Linked DNA regions of Hordeum vulgare: region 1 is linked to region 2. Evidence: chromatin contacts called from public Hi-C data. All regions are on one chromosome and are shown on one strand. Each heading gives the region's core, a stretch centred on a gene start, on an enhancer-like site or on the middle of the called end of the contact. The rest is flanking DNA. Distances are from core to core; before and after follow the strand shown.

Evidence for each region. A called contact is a pair of places that touch in the nucleus more often than the background predicts.
Region 1: a contact with region 2 is called in a Hi-C map of seedling, with 4 times the contacts expected there. The contact joins the promoter of LOC123402364 here to the promoter of LOC123402075 in region 2. A contact is called at or near these places in 1 of 6 Hi-C or Micro-C datasets (seedling) and 1 of 1 datasets of contacts at active chromatin or transcription factors (embryo).

What each region holds. Positions count from the first base shown.
Region 1 is chr6H:120,229,760-120,237,007 of MorexV3_pseudomolecules_assembly, reverse strand. It overlaps LOC123402364 (transcription factor IBH1-like 1), which reads left to right and starts at 2,624. Exons shown (of 2, transcript XM_045096284.1): 1 at 2,624-3,693; 2 at 3,798-4,153. The coding sequence starts at 3,024. The coding sequence ends at 3,874.
Region 2 is chr6H:120,125,752-120,133,405 of MorexV3_pseudomolecules_assembly, reverse strand. LOC123402075 (flavin-containing monooxygenase FMO GS-OX-like 4) reads left to right here and starts at 4,769. Exons shown (of 7, transcript XM_045095936.1): 1 at 4,769-5,483; 2 at 5,566-5,636; 3 at 5,765-5,917; 4 at 6,033-6,115. The coding sequence starts at 4,943.

The DNA of each region.
Region 1 (7,248 bases), core at 1,375-3,874, 110 kb before region 2:
CTTGTATTCTAAACGCTAGTTCTTTGGAACTATAAATGAATCATCACTTTTTCATGCTAACATGGACATAAGTTCATAGAAATTCAAGCTATTAATTACAACAACTATATAAATTGGCGAACTATTCAGATTGCCAAGTTCCTTGTGGTGGAACGAGCTCCCTAGGGTTCAAGTCCTACACACCCATTTTTCTGGATTTATTTCTGACTTTTCGGCGATGTTCGTTCAATGGGGGGTGACACTTCCGTCGGCTACAAAGGCACATGTGGTGGCTTTGTCACTTAGCGTGTGTGTGTGTTCATGATGGATGAGTGTATGTGCTTGTATGTGACTAATTGTATTTGTCATGTTACAAATATTGCAACTTCGATGCTTCAAAACCTTTTAAATGGAAGACTGTCAATAGTAATTTTATGGTAACAAAGATGAATCATTAAAATGCATGAATTCAAGACACTAATTGTAAAAAGAAGCCACAAACATATCCCAAAATAAAACAGGGGACAAAAGTTTATGTAGTTATTAGGAGAATGGCATTACCGAAAAGATAAATAAAAGTTTGAATGAAGGCAAAATGTCTATAGCCATCATGGTGTACGATTCAATGCCCCAAAGTTCAAAAGAAAACGAAACAAAATCATCATGAATCACAACGTGGGATCGGACTTCCAGAGAGATTTTTAGTGAAAGGAATTGAAATAAGTCGACTAGAAACAATATTCCTATATACGAATATGGCTGCAAATGAGTCGAGTTTGTGCGAGTTGGATTAGGCTCAGCTTAACTTATACAAAAATTCGACCATGTTCTCAAAGTCGGGTTGTAGAAAGTGACCCGTGCTCAGCTTGTAATGATTTCGAGTCGATCTCGACCTAATTTCGAGCTAAATAAGATGATGTTTTCTAATAATTTTATACAAAAATTAAAATAAGGTCGGCCACAACTCAACATAATAAACCATTATATAATTCAAGTCATTCCCTCTCATAGATGACTAGTACTTAATAGAAGAGATCATGGAAGAACAAGAAAGAGAAAATAATGAAGGTGCTTATGCTCTCAAAATTTTGTCAAAATAACATGATATTTAATGTGCCCCGCAAAAAAGACATGATATTTAATGCATGGTGATCATATACCATACTAGGGCTAAATTTTCTCTATAGTTAATTAATCTTTCGTGTTTGGTAGTAGGTAAAATGGAGGAAAATCATACACAACGTATATGGTACTAAAATGTATGACTATCAATATGTTAATGAACTATCCCATTAATCTTTTCTTGCAGCCTTATATACGAATTGAGAAATAACTATTCTTTAAAAAGAACTAGTTATAAGTGGACCTATTTATAATCGCTGGTGTTATGGCTTGTCCGGCACAACATCTCATACTATGACCCATCTTACACAAACATATGAACAAAGAGCATGCAAGGGTGTCTAACCTCTGGCGATGTTGTCCGGTAAGAAAGAGACATTTTCGTTCATCACGAAGACGCATATGATGACTTTATCGATCTTAATATGTTATATCGGTTTTTTTTAATGCTTACAAAGATAATATGGGTCTTTCTTTTTCATATTAATGAGTGTATGTGTGTGTATATGCAAGTCTGCAATTATACTGTGCCCAAAAAGAGAAAGATCACGGACTTCATCGCCCGATCTCTCAGCTCTGGCATCTACATTGCCCCCCGAAACCTCCTCACCGCCATCCTCTGCTCGCATACGCAGTCGCAGGAAAATCCCACCCAAATCTTTCTTGTTGGGATTTGCCTGCTGCACATACTCCGTATCATGCATGCGACACCGGGACACGCATCTCATACCCTCGTATCCCGCGTATCTCCGCCCCGCACAAACCAGGCCGAGAAAATTTAAAGCTCACATGGGGTGTAGGTACGTACGCGCGTGCTCCGTCATCATGCCACCCCATCCATCGCAACGGCGCGAGAGATCGAAAGGAGGACGGAGGCACCTGGAGAGGTCCAAGGAGGAGGCGTACAGCTAGCGCACGCGATCACGGAGAGCCGGGGACGGACGGACGGACTCATGTGCGCCCGCGCCGAGTTTGGGGAGGAAGCCCATGTGGCCGCCATGTGAGCGCCCCTTCCTTGCCTTTTCCTCAAAAGCGCACACACACCCCCTCTGCCTCGAGAGACCAAAATTCAATGTAGGGCTTCATATGCCACGACCACCACCATTAACACGGGAGAATTACATCTATCCGATTATCACCGTGCATTACCCGGTTCTCATCTCACTATGAGGACACCCGATTTTCTCCGGTGATGTCGGTGTGACGGGAGGTCCGTTATATGTCCCATCTGCGCTGGCCAGCTTTTGGTGGCTACATGTTGGCAGAACATGGCCGGCCATGCATGCGCTGAACCGGTTGCGAAGCCATGACAGCCCATGCGCGCGCGGCCGGCCGGCGACATGCGCATGCCAACGCACCTACGTTTCCTCGATAACCCGCGGGGGTTGCCAGCCCGGGGGGCGACGCTACATGTGCCGCCATGTGCTCCGCCTGGCCATCGTGTTTGCCTGCCCCTCTTGGTCTTGGTCTTGGGGCCCCGTCTCCGTCCGCAGCCTCCGGTCACTGACAAAGCGGTTTAAATGGATTTTGCCAGCGTCCACATATAAACATTCAGCACTAGGATTGTACGCATTCGTACAAAAAATGCTGTACTTTACACGCCATGTTGCATTGCACACATAACATGCCTTTCTTGAAAGGATCATGGCAGTGTGGCATTAACAAAATGCAGGGAAATCTGATACGGGAATGCTACTACCTTGTACTCCCCAACTCAAGCATCGGCCACATGCACGCATGTTCAGTTGAAAAACCCGAGCTGTTCGTTCATGTGGTGTGCAAATCCCTCCTGATGCTACCGCTATCTAGTTAAACCTTTTTTTCCCAAGCTTGTTAAGCAGGATAGGCTGGCGTTGCATGAGAAAAGAGGCAAAAGACGCCTGCTATTGGTTACAGGACCACTGCCCAGATGGTCGCGATGCATGCTAGCTCACACCACATGTGCGTGGCGTGTGCCGTCTTGTGCTCTTTTCGTCCCTGGCTCGGGGATATATATTCACGCACACATAATGTCAGACACACAGCAAATTCAAGCAGTGTGTCGAGGAGGAGGAGGAGGACTTCATTGCTCGAGCAGAGCAGCGGCAATGGGGGGCCCTAGCAGCAGCACCAGGGCCTTCAAGCAGGGGTTCCTCAGGAGCTTCCTCCTGAGCCTGAAATCCTGCAGGAATGGCGCCATGTGCCTGCAAGAGAGGAAGCGAGCCGTCAGGTCGTCCGCCGACATCGCCATGGCCACCACCCGTGGCAGCGGAGCGATGTGGCCGCAGGCCCTCCTAGCATCATCATCGTCGTCGTCGTGGCCTAGGCTGTTGCCTGCTGCATCCACGGTGAAGACGACGACGGGGCGGAAGAAGGTGGCGAGGAGGTGCTGTGGCCAGAGGAGGAGGACGAGCAGCGGCGAGATCGCGAGGAGGCTGGTGAGGAAGCGGACCAAGGTGCTGCGGGGGATGGTGCCCGGCGGCGAGCTCCTCGACGGCGCCTCGCTGCTCCGCGAGGCCATGGACTACGTCGTCCACCTGCGCGCGCAGGTTGCCGTGCTCCGCCGCGTCTCCAGCGCCATGCAACACAGACCATCGTCCCACCACATGGCAGGTATGCTCCATTTCCCCCCGATTTTCTTATGTCTGTCCTCTGCTCTGCATGCAAAATGAAATAACCATGTGATTCAGCTTGACTTATCATGATAATCCGTGCAGGGGCTGTTGCACCGCCAGTGCAGTTGAAAACAGAGGCGATTGCAACGGCTCAAGTCTTGGATGGAGGCGAAGAATAGCGAGATCGCAGCAATCCGAGCCGCCGAGGAGCGTGTGCGGAATGGCGGAGAAGATCTTGTATTTGTTGAGAGGGGGATGAGATCTAGGATCCCGGAACTGCGAGGTAGGACACGCATTAGCAGCGGCTAGTTGTAGTGTCTGTCAGCGAGGCACAGGCATTTTTGGGTGCACTAATTTATGGCAGGCCGGGAGGTGCAGGTGCTGGGAATTCCCAGCTGGATCATGGCTTGTGAAAAATGGACTTGAAATTCGTTTGTGTTCGATCCGGTTCGTGCTTATTTGTTTGTTTCATCTTCCTTGTGACGTGTCCCAGGTAATTTTTGTCTGATCTTGTGATGTGTCGGCCTTTGCTAGTAATTAGAGCAACTCCAACACGACGATCCATTTCGTCCACGCGCGTCTGTTTGGGTCGCGATGGACAGAAAAATCGGTTCAACACGTTGATGCAAACAGACGCACGCCCACTTTTCATCCCCCATTCGACCCATCCCGACTCATTTTTAAGCCTCATTTGTATCGGCGCTGACAAGAGATGGACGCGCACGGCGTCCGCCTATTCCTTCCCCTGGCCCGCTAGTCGGTGGCACATTGACCGTCCTCTCCCATCCCATATCGACAGCAAACCCTCGCCCGCCTCCGCCGCATCGTCGTCGTCGCCCATTTGCCGGTGCCGGCACACCTCCCCCAACGTCCCCACCTCGCATCCACCACCGCCTTGCCGTCGGGGCACCGGAGCTTCCCACCCCCACATGCCGACGCCACCGCGAGTAATAAGCCGCCTCGCCACCCGGCCAGCTCCTTCGTCCTGACACCAACACGCTCGTCGGACGTCTTCAGGCCAGCCACTTGGCCCCAGGGAGACGCGCATCTCTTCGCCGGCCAGCTTCTTCGACGATGCCCGCAAGATGTTCGACAGTTTGCCAAGGTACAAAATGGACTTCGCCGACGGGTTATTTTTCCACAATTTCCTTTGCGATTCCAACGGTTTCTCATCCGATGATGATGAGGAGATCTTGGCTGGCGTGGTGGTCCATCACCACCATACTAGTCAGAGGCCGTTGTTGCCTGGCTCGATCCCGGGACACCTTCCGACGTTGAATCGTAATCGAGAGAGCGGTCATTTTGTTCTTTGAAAGGACTATGTTGGAAGGACTACGTCTTCAAACATCAGAAATTCCGGCGACGTTTTCATATGGCTAGGCATGTTTTCAACCGTATTAGAGAGGGGGTGGTCGGATACAATAACTATTTCGAGTGCAAAGACGTCCTTGGAAAGATTGGCTTCTCGTCTTATGAGAAATGCACTGCATCCATCTCGACGCTTGCATACGAAGTCCTGGTGATCTCATTGATGAGTATGTTCGTATGAGCGAGTCAACATGCTTAGAGTCCATGTACAGGTTCTGCAGGGCTGTGATTGTTGTGTTTGGCCCTGAGTACTTGAGAGAGCCGACTCCTCAAGATACAGTCCGCTTATTGGTGATGAATGCCAGCAGGGCCTTCCTAGGGATGCTTGCCAGCATTGACTGCATGCACTCGTAGTGGTAGAACTGTCCTTCTGTTTGGCAAGGGAAGTATAAGGCCCATGCCAGGGCTTGGCTGTCATACTTGAGGCCGTGACCTCACAAGATCTCTGGATCTGGCACTCTTTCTTCGGCATGGCCAGATCACACAATGATATCAACATGCTTCAATGCTCGTCGGTGTTTGCGAGGCTTGCAGAAGGCAACATGCCGCCAGTGAATGTTACCGTCAACAACCATAACTACAACAAAGGATGCTACCTAGGTGACGGTATCTATCCTCAGTGGACCACTATTGTGAAGACAATCCCCGACCCTGTCGGAGAAAGGAGGAAAAGATTTGCCCAAGAGCAAGAGTGCTAGGAAAGACGTCGAGCGTGCCTTTGGTATTTTGCAATCTCGATGGGGCATCATTCGGTATCTTCCTAGGACTTGGAGCACCAAGAAGCGGTGGGAGTTGATGACAACTTGTGTGATTATGCACAATATGATAATAGAAGATGAGCGTCTGGAACGTATCTATGATCAAGAGTTTCAGTTTCAGGGTGAGAATGTTGTGCCTCAGCATGGAGGAGCGGCAACGTTTGAACCGTTTACCCAATTTTATCATGAAATGCGTGATTGGAAAACTCACATGCAGCTGTAAAATGATTTGATTGAGCATATGTGGGCTTATGTTGACAATCAATAGATGTATCTTTTTTCATATGTATTTGAGACAATTTAACTTTTATTTGGCTCGTAAAACTATGCTTAATTTATCTGGTTGTAAAAGTATGCTTTATTTGGTTGTGAAACTATGCTATTTTTTATATGCCTGCTTGTCAAATAATGCAAAATATGTGTATATTTGTTAAAAAGGGCGGCCAGCCGGCCACGCCGGCAAATATGGGTCGGCGCGTTGGACGCGCTGTCGACCTAAATGTAAAACAGGACGGACACCGAGTGAGTGATCGACCCAAATGGACAAAAAACGGAGAAAAACGTCGTCCGTTTGGGTTGACGTGTTGGAGTTGCTCTTACGTTATACTCCCTTCATTTTTTTATACAAGGCTACAAATTCAAGGTACAAATTAATGGTTACTTAAGTCAATGTTGCATGCTAATCTTTTGTTCTCATTTTTTTGAACACAATACAATCATAGTCGTTCATATACACGAGCATACATTCACCCCTATAAGTGCATGTTGAGGAACGTTGCATGGGAAATAAAAAATTTCCTACGCACACGAAGACCTATCATGGTGATGTCCATCTACGAGTGGAGATTAGATCTACGTACCCTTGTAGATCGCACAACGGGAAGCGTTAAGAAACACAGTTGATGTAGTGGAACGTCTTCACGTCCCTCGGACCGTCCCACGAACCGTCCCACGATCCGTTCCGATCTAGCGCCGAACGGACGCACCTCCGCGTTCAGCACACGTACAGCTCGACGATGATCTCAGCCTTCTTGATCCAGCAAACAAGACGGAGAAGTAGACGAGTTCTCCGACAGTATGACGACACTCCGGTGGTGGTGATGATCTACTCCTACAGGGCTCTGCCCGAGCTCCGCAGAAATCCGATCTAGAGGTAAAACTATGTGGAATAGGCTAGAGTTGCACGTGGCAAAGTTGTGTCTCAAAAAGCCCTAAACCACCACTATATATAGGAGGGAGGGGGAGGGGCTAGCCTTGAGGGACAAGGCCCTCAAGGTGCGCCGGCCGCCAGGAGGAGGAGGACTCCTCCTCCAATTCGGTTTGGGACGGAGGAGTCCTCCTCTTCCTTCCCACCTCCCTCTTTCCTTTTTATTTTTCTATCTTTTTGGTATTTTCTTATGTGGCGCCATAGCCCTCTTGGGCTGACT
Region 2 (7,654 bases), core at 3,520-6,019:
GCACCCGAGCACCGACGGGCACTCTCTTTTAGTCCCTCATTTCCGTGTATTCATATTGGCTCTCTCATAATGAGAATGAGCTAGTAGCTGCAACTATTTTTCCCTAAGCATCCCCATGCTATGTTTTTTGGATTTCAACCGCCTCTGTTTTATCTTTGGTTGTATCCTTCCGGGGCCATATCTCATCCTTTTTGGTTGGCTTGTTGATTCTCGCAACAATGAACACATATAAGTTGCTAAGATTTAATATAAAGAGGCGGGGTGGGATTATTTTTGGGCTCGGGCGGGGCAGACGCCCGCAACGACGCGTCACCCCTTCCTTGGCTCCTGCAGTGTGGATGCCGGTGGCATGCGGCGACGCGTGTCCTGGGTGATAAAATATGTCTCCGGCGTCCGCTCCCGAGCCCCTCGAGCCTCCTCCCTCCGTCCATCTCCGGCGTCCATTGGAGGCTCTGCACAGCCGCGACCCACCTCTGGCCATTGGACCGTGCGCGTGTGAATAAGGCGCTGATCGCACAGAGGGGTGTTTCTATAAAAGCAAAACATTATCTCAAATAAAAACAAGACTGCTGGTTGATTACCATAAAACATGAGGGTTTTTTGTGCAAAACGTCGGTGATGGGTTTTTCGACAGAATATAGCCGCTTTAGTATTAGGTAAATATGTATGGCTCACACAAAGGTGGGCTATGATGATATGACAACACGTGCGGTGCTTTTTATAGAAGCTGCATACGGAACGCGCAGGTAAAAAACCGCGTGCCCCTCGACGCCGCTTCCTCTTGTCCTCCTGATTGGTCTGATACTCCGATGCCGTGGCGCTCGCTCCACGTCGCCGTCATCGGCGTTGGGGCCGCCGGTCTGGTGGCGGCGCACGAGCTGCGAAGCGAAGGCCACGCCCCCGTCGTGTTCGAGCGCACAGACGGCATGGGCAGCACCTGGGTCTACGAAGCCGGCGCCGATGCGTCCGCCACGCCGGAGCCGCCCGGTGGCCCCCGGCAGCGCTTGAACCTCTACGCGTCCCTCTGCACCAACCTCCCGCGCGAGTCCATGGGCTTCCTCGACTTACCTTTCATGGCCGGTGCCGATGGCGACACCCGCAGGTTCCCCCGGGCACGCGGAGGTGCTCCGGTACCTCCAGAGCTTCGCGCGGCGGTTCGACCTCCACGGCCTCGTCCGGCCGGAGACGGAGCTGGTCCTGGTGAGTAGGGAGGCTAGCGGGGCCAGCTGGCACGTCAGGTACTCGAGGAAGGCGTCCGGTGGCGAGAAGCTCGAAGTGGAGGAGGAGGTGTTCAACACCGTCGTCGTCTGCAACGGCCACTACTCCCAGCCGCACTTCGCCGACGTCGCCGGTAACGCATTGATCCACTCTCATCCTCAGCCGGCACGACGCGTCACTAATCGTTGATGTGTGGGGGACTTGCTTGACCAATCGGAGAGGCAACCCAGTTCAAATCCAAGTGCAAGTTAGGAACATTTATTTTGATGGCAAATAACTCTAGAGCCTTGTCTAGTGATTCGGCCACCGTATCCTTGTATGCAAGCCAATGTTGCTCGGAATTGACACGCATGGTTTTCCAACGAATGTGCATTCCGAATCCCACATTATGCCTGCCATCAAACTCAACAACATCACTAGGGTCCATCCAATTCAAATATTTTCGGACTTGTTCCAACAATTCAGCATAGCTAGGACAGAAGTCGAACACCATGTCAAGCTCATCCGGGTCCGAATCAATATTGCCTTTTAAAAAGGCATCCTTGTCCACGTGATGAACATAAGCACATGTTATTTCCATCTCTAAACAACACAACATACAATATTTTCTATAAGCAATCATCCAAATACTACGAAATCTACTTAATAAAAATAAACCCTATTCCTAACTTCCAAACATCCATAACCCTAACCCCATCTTACCCCTAACCCTAACCCTAGCCTAACCCTAACACAACCATAATGCAAACATCCAAACAACCCTAATCCTAACCCCATCATACCCCTTATCCCAACATACAAACAAATACAACAATATCATATACATCCCATATTTCATGAAAAACTAGGGTTTCCTCACATTTGCAAAAAAGTGACCAAATGACATTTTTTTTTTGGATGAGAAGGAGGGGATCGGGGGGATTACCTTAGGGGAGGGATTGGACAACAAATGCCCGGACCAAACCTTCAGATCTGCTGATTTGGAGAGGAATTTGAGGAAGGTGCTGACTTCAACTCGAGGTGTGAAGTGAAGTGAAGGGGGGAATGAGGAGGGGTGGGGGAGGGGGCTGGCCCGTGGCTGGATAAGTCACAGTGTGGCGCCTAAGCGCTCAGCGCCACACTGCAGAGTGTACAACGACTAAGGCTTAGGCGTAGCACTGCCTGGGGGTGGGGCCAGCTGTGCTAGCGTGGCTGGGCGTATGGCGCCGACGTCTTAGGCATCACACAATGTAGTGTGGCGCCGACGTCTTAGGCGTCACACAGTGTAGTGTGGTGCCTAGGTGTCGGGCGCCGCACAAAAGGGTCAGCTCGGTTAAAAAATTTCACCGTGGGTTCACTTTGCGAGTTCTTTCATCCCAGGGGTCATTTTTTTCCCAAATCTTGCAATGTGTGCATAGGTTGGGATAGAAAAGTACACGTGCACATATTGGAGATGTTTATTCGGTGAAGGGATCATCCCTACTTGTGTGTCCTGCCACACGTCCCTCATTTTTTTTGAGGCTCACTCTATGTTATCTTCGTTTCTTTTCCCCTCTCTGGCTCTCTCCTACCTCTTTCACAGCTTCCCGTGCCTCCCCCAACCACGTAGCACCCCAACTTGGTGCTCCCCGCCTCCGGTCAACTCTCCAACTCGATCTGTCCGTCGCCGCCTCGTCGGATCTACTCCGCCCCATCTTCGGATCCCCGGAGTAGCCAGACTCGTGACCTCCTGTCTCACTTGCGTTCGCATGCTGTGTGGGCCGGGCCATGGCATCGGCAGCTCCTCATCCACGTCGGTCTCCTCCCAATGACCGTTGGCCACTGTGGCTCCACCCCGGCACCACTCCTCGCCCCCAACTCATGTCATTGTCGCTAGATTGCCCGCATCCGGCCGCCTGGAGGCGAGGGCCATTGGTGTGACAACAGGTCATCGGGCCAACGCTATCAATCCTCAATCTTTTTTGTATCCTCTCGGCTCTGTCTTAAGCTTTCTATTAGGCTGGGTATCCCATACTTATTTTTGTTGGATTCATGCACCTCTCCTCTTTGATTGAGGGTATCTCACACTCTTTGCATTGGCTTGTTGGTTGTTGCAATTTGGAACATATATAAGTTGCTAGGATTTGATGTAAAGTGTCGGGGTGGTACTATTAATTCAAAGAAATTTTGGCACAATTTTATTTGCTGCAGGCGTAAGGGAGCGGGAGGGGAACGACAGGTCGTGAGGGACGATGTCGAGGATGCCGAGGGGCCAGCAGCGAGGGGATGAGGATAGGAGGAAGGGGGTGGGGAGGGGCGGTCGCTGCCCCGGAGTGAAGCGGGTCGACGGCGACGGGCGACCCGTGATGCACAACAGAGATGCAGAGCCCGCGCAGCCGAGATGTAGAGCCGCGGTGGAGGCCTTATTATAAAGATGAAACATAAAGTTTTTTCCACTAATTGGAGGACTACGGGTTAAAATCAACTAAACTTAAGGATTTTTTTTGCAAAAATGGCACGACGTACGATCAGAAGCATTATTTGCTTTATTATATACTCCCTCCGTCCCAACATTCTTGTCTTAAGTTTGTCTAGGAATAAATGTATCTTGTCTTAAGTTTGTCTAGGAATGTATGTATCTAAATACTAAAACATGACTAGATACATTTATTCCTAGACAAACTTAAGTTTATCTAGGAATGGATGTATCTAAATACAAAAACATGACTAGATACATTTATTCGTAGACAAACTTCGCAGAAAGTTTATTCATCACTCGGGATGGAGAATAAGTTATTCTTCACCCGAGGTAATTTTACGATTGTTTCATAATTAAATTACATTTAAAATGCAAATAGTTATATTTATACTGAATCACTACGTAAAGTTTGACATAAGAAAATAAAAATATAGGTCATAAGACAAAAAAAACGCATTTTATGTATATTTTACACTATGTTTTTGTGTTTATAATTTTACATGATATAAAATATTTTTTTGGTGTCTATATATTTTCTTACGGTCTTTTTTTACATATGAAATAAGATAAAATTTACGGAACGTAAAATTACGGTGCATTGATATGAAAATAGAGGGCATGAATTTGATATCAACACTAGCTAAGGTGGTTGCTATCTGAACCCTTTATTTACATCGAGATCCGGACTTTTTTTAAAATTTGCTATCAGCACTAGCTAAAAAAGAGAAGGGACCAAATCTCAACACATAACATGCAGCATATATATATAGGCAGAGAATTCATGCATTTTACTCCTTATGTAATTTATAATAAATTTTTTAAAATGTTTTATATTTAGGAACGAACGGAGTAAAACACAAATTAGTTAGAAAAATCTGTTCGTTATGACGTTATTAGCGGTCTAGATGATTAGGTATTCTAGTTAACACCGTGTGCCTGGTTTGCAACTAGTATTCAAAAGAAAAGAACCTAAACGCAGGCGGCATGGGATAAAGGAGCACTGCGTACAAGCTACTGGCAGAGGAATCTATAGGGCCTGACCCTAGGTGATGTCAACTCAGTTGAAATACAGCTGAATATACATGCGTCAAATCTTTGTAATCATACTGTAGAATACGTACTGTACTATGCATGGCTGAGACAAAGGTGGGCGGGCCGTGTTGATATGACAGCAGGCCTGATATGCGGTGCTGATAGAAGCTGCATACGGAACGCGCAGGTAAAAAACCGCGTCCCCCCGCGACGCCGCTTCCTCTTGTCCTCCTGCCTGATTGGTCCGATACTCCGATGCCGTCGCGCTCGCTCCGTGTCGCCGTCATCGGCGCCGGGGCCGCCGGTCTGGTGGCGGCGCGCGAGCTGCGACGCGAAGGCCACGCCCCCGTCGTGTTCGAGCGCACGGACGGCGTGGGCGGCACCTGGGTCTACGAAGCCGACGCCGACGCGTCCGCCTCGCCGGAGCCGCCCGGTGGCCCCCGGCGGCGCTCGAACCTCTACGCGTCCCTCCGCACCAACCTCCCGCGCGAGTCCATGGGCTTCCTCGACTTCCCCTTCGTGGCCGGCGCCGACTGCGACATCCGCAGGTTCCCCGGCCACGCGGAGGTGCTCCGGTACCTCCAGAGCTTCGCGCGGCGGTTCGACCTCCACGGCCTCGTCCGGCTGGAGACGGAGGTGGTCCGGGTGAGCAGGGAGGCGAGCGGGGCCAGCTGGCGCGTCAGGTACACGAGGAAGGCGTCCGGCGGCGAGAAGCGCGAAGCGGAGGAGGAGGTGTTCGACGCCGTCGTCGTCTGCAACGGCCACTACTCCCAGCCGCACTTCGCCGACGTCGCCGGTAACGCATCGATCCATTCTCATCCTCAGCCGGCACAGCGCGTCACCAATCGAGCTCGTGACAGTTTGCTCTGCTGCCGCAGGCGTGGATGCTTGGCCCGGGAAGCAGCTGCACAGCACCAGCTACCGCGTGCCGGAGCCATTCCACGGCCAGGCACGTCCGTCGTTCCGCGTGTTTTTGCCCAGCGATTGTTTCCTTTTGCACTTGTGTTGAAAAGTCAGAAGATGCGCTGGTCGATAAGATCTGGAGTTTCTCAACAGTAAATTCAACTCGATTGGTAGGTTGTCGTGGTGATAGGGTGTGGACCGAGTGGCACGGACATCTCGAGGGACATCGCTGGCGTCGCCAAAGAGGTCCATCTCGCCAGTAGATCGGCGTTTGCTGCTACCAGCGACAAGCTGCCTGGACATGCTAATATGTGGCTTCATTCCGAGGTAATATCAGCATATCACAGTAATAGCAAAGTCAAGAAAAAGCAACGTTATGATGCAAACTTTGCACTGTCCCGACGACAATCCCATGGAAATCCTTCTCGGCATGTATGCGCAGATCGAGTGTGTTCAGGAAGACGGGAGTGTGGTCTTCCACGACGGCAGCCGCGTCAAAGCGGATGTCATCATGCATTGCACCGGGTACGTGTGCTCATCTCCTCGCGCTTTTCCCTTCTTCTTTTTGACAAAGTCTGCCCGTGCTTGGCTTGCCGATGCTCATCATCGTGTATGTTTGTACATGCGGCCTTCTGTTAAGAACAAAATTAATATACTTATTACACGTACTTCCTCCGTAAGGAAATATAAGAGCGTTTAGATCACTATTTTAGTGATCTAAATGATCTTGTATTTGTTTACAGAGGCAGTACCAACCAAGTCACCCAATTGGCTAAGCTAATTGGTCGTACAAGATATTGGTGCACCCTCCCTCATGTGTGGACTCACAAGACTTGGGCGTGATCACCAGGGCCTGATGGTCGCATAGAACTTTAAGAGAGAGGACCACACACATTCTAACTATATATGACGTGATCCAAGGCTATACTAAGTTGAATTACATGTAATGAATTCATGCTTCAGCGAATTTATTTAAAAGTCCAAACTGATGAAAAAAGACAAGCAATATGTTTCAACAGCTCCCCCCCCCCCCCCGCCCCTTCACATCTAGGTTTTTTTACTCCTTAATTGTTGTAGACCCGCATAATCCTTTTTTAATACTGCATTGGTAGAGTCTTAAAGTAGAGAACTAATCAACTCATCCAAAAGTTTAAGCTTATGTGGAGAGGTGGTTATTCCAGCAGTAGTCACATCACACCCAAAACTAGGGGTTGGCGGCATGTTTGGTTGGTGAACTAGGCTTTATGCATGAGGAAAATAGGAAAATAGGGATTTTTGCCTAGCTAGGCTGCCTAGGCTTTTTGCTGTTTGCCTTGCTACTTGGGCAATCACCTACTTGGGCTGCTCGGTTTTTGTCACCATGCATCTCGTTTTTGGATGATAGGTGTCCCATCTGGGCCGTCTGGCTCAGTTTGGTCATATGCCTGGACGCTTGGCTAGGCTAATCGCCCCTATAGTTCACCCAGCCAGGCTACCAGAGGATTCACCGGGTCACCAACAAAATAAGATGCATGCAGCTTCCAGACACGCTTCAGGCCAGGCAGGCAAAACAAAAAAATTGAAGTTAGATTCAAACTCAAAACTATGAAACCATAGATATTAAACACTGGAATTTCCAAAACAATTTAATTCCAACCTTAGCCACAATGGAAAAGTAATTTTGCATTTAGGTGTTTCCTTAAAATGTGACAAAATGCAGGGAATGCAGGAAATTCGAAACATGCAAACTTTCATAACAAAATTATAATTGTTTGTGCCATGTGCAAAAAAACTTGTCTTCTTTTAGGGTTTCAAAGCATTCCCTACATCCATGAACTTTTTGTAGTTTTTGAGATGCCCAAAATACAATTCACTTTTCAAAACTATTGTGATGTTTTTTGTAATGGTTTTGTAGAGTTCATGGTTCCATTTAGATAGCTTCCTCGTATGGGGTTCAAGTTGAGGCAATGACAATAGTTAACTTTTTTCGAAAAGGAGGCATCGCCCCAGCCTCTGCATCGAGTGATGCATGCAGCCATTTTATTAAGTATGAAGTAGTCTGAAAGAAATACAAAGAAGTCCGAG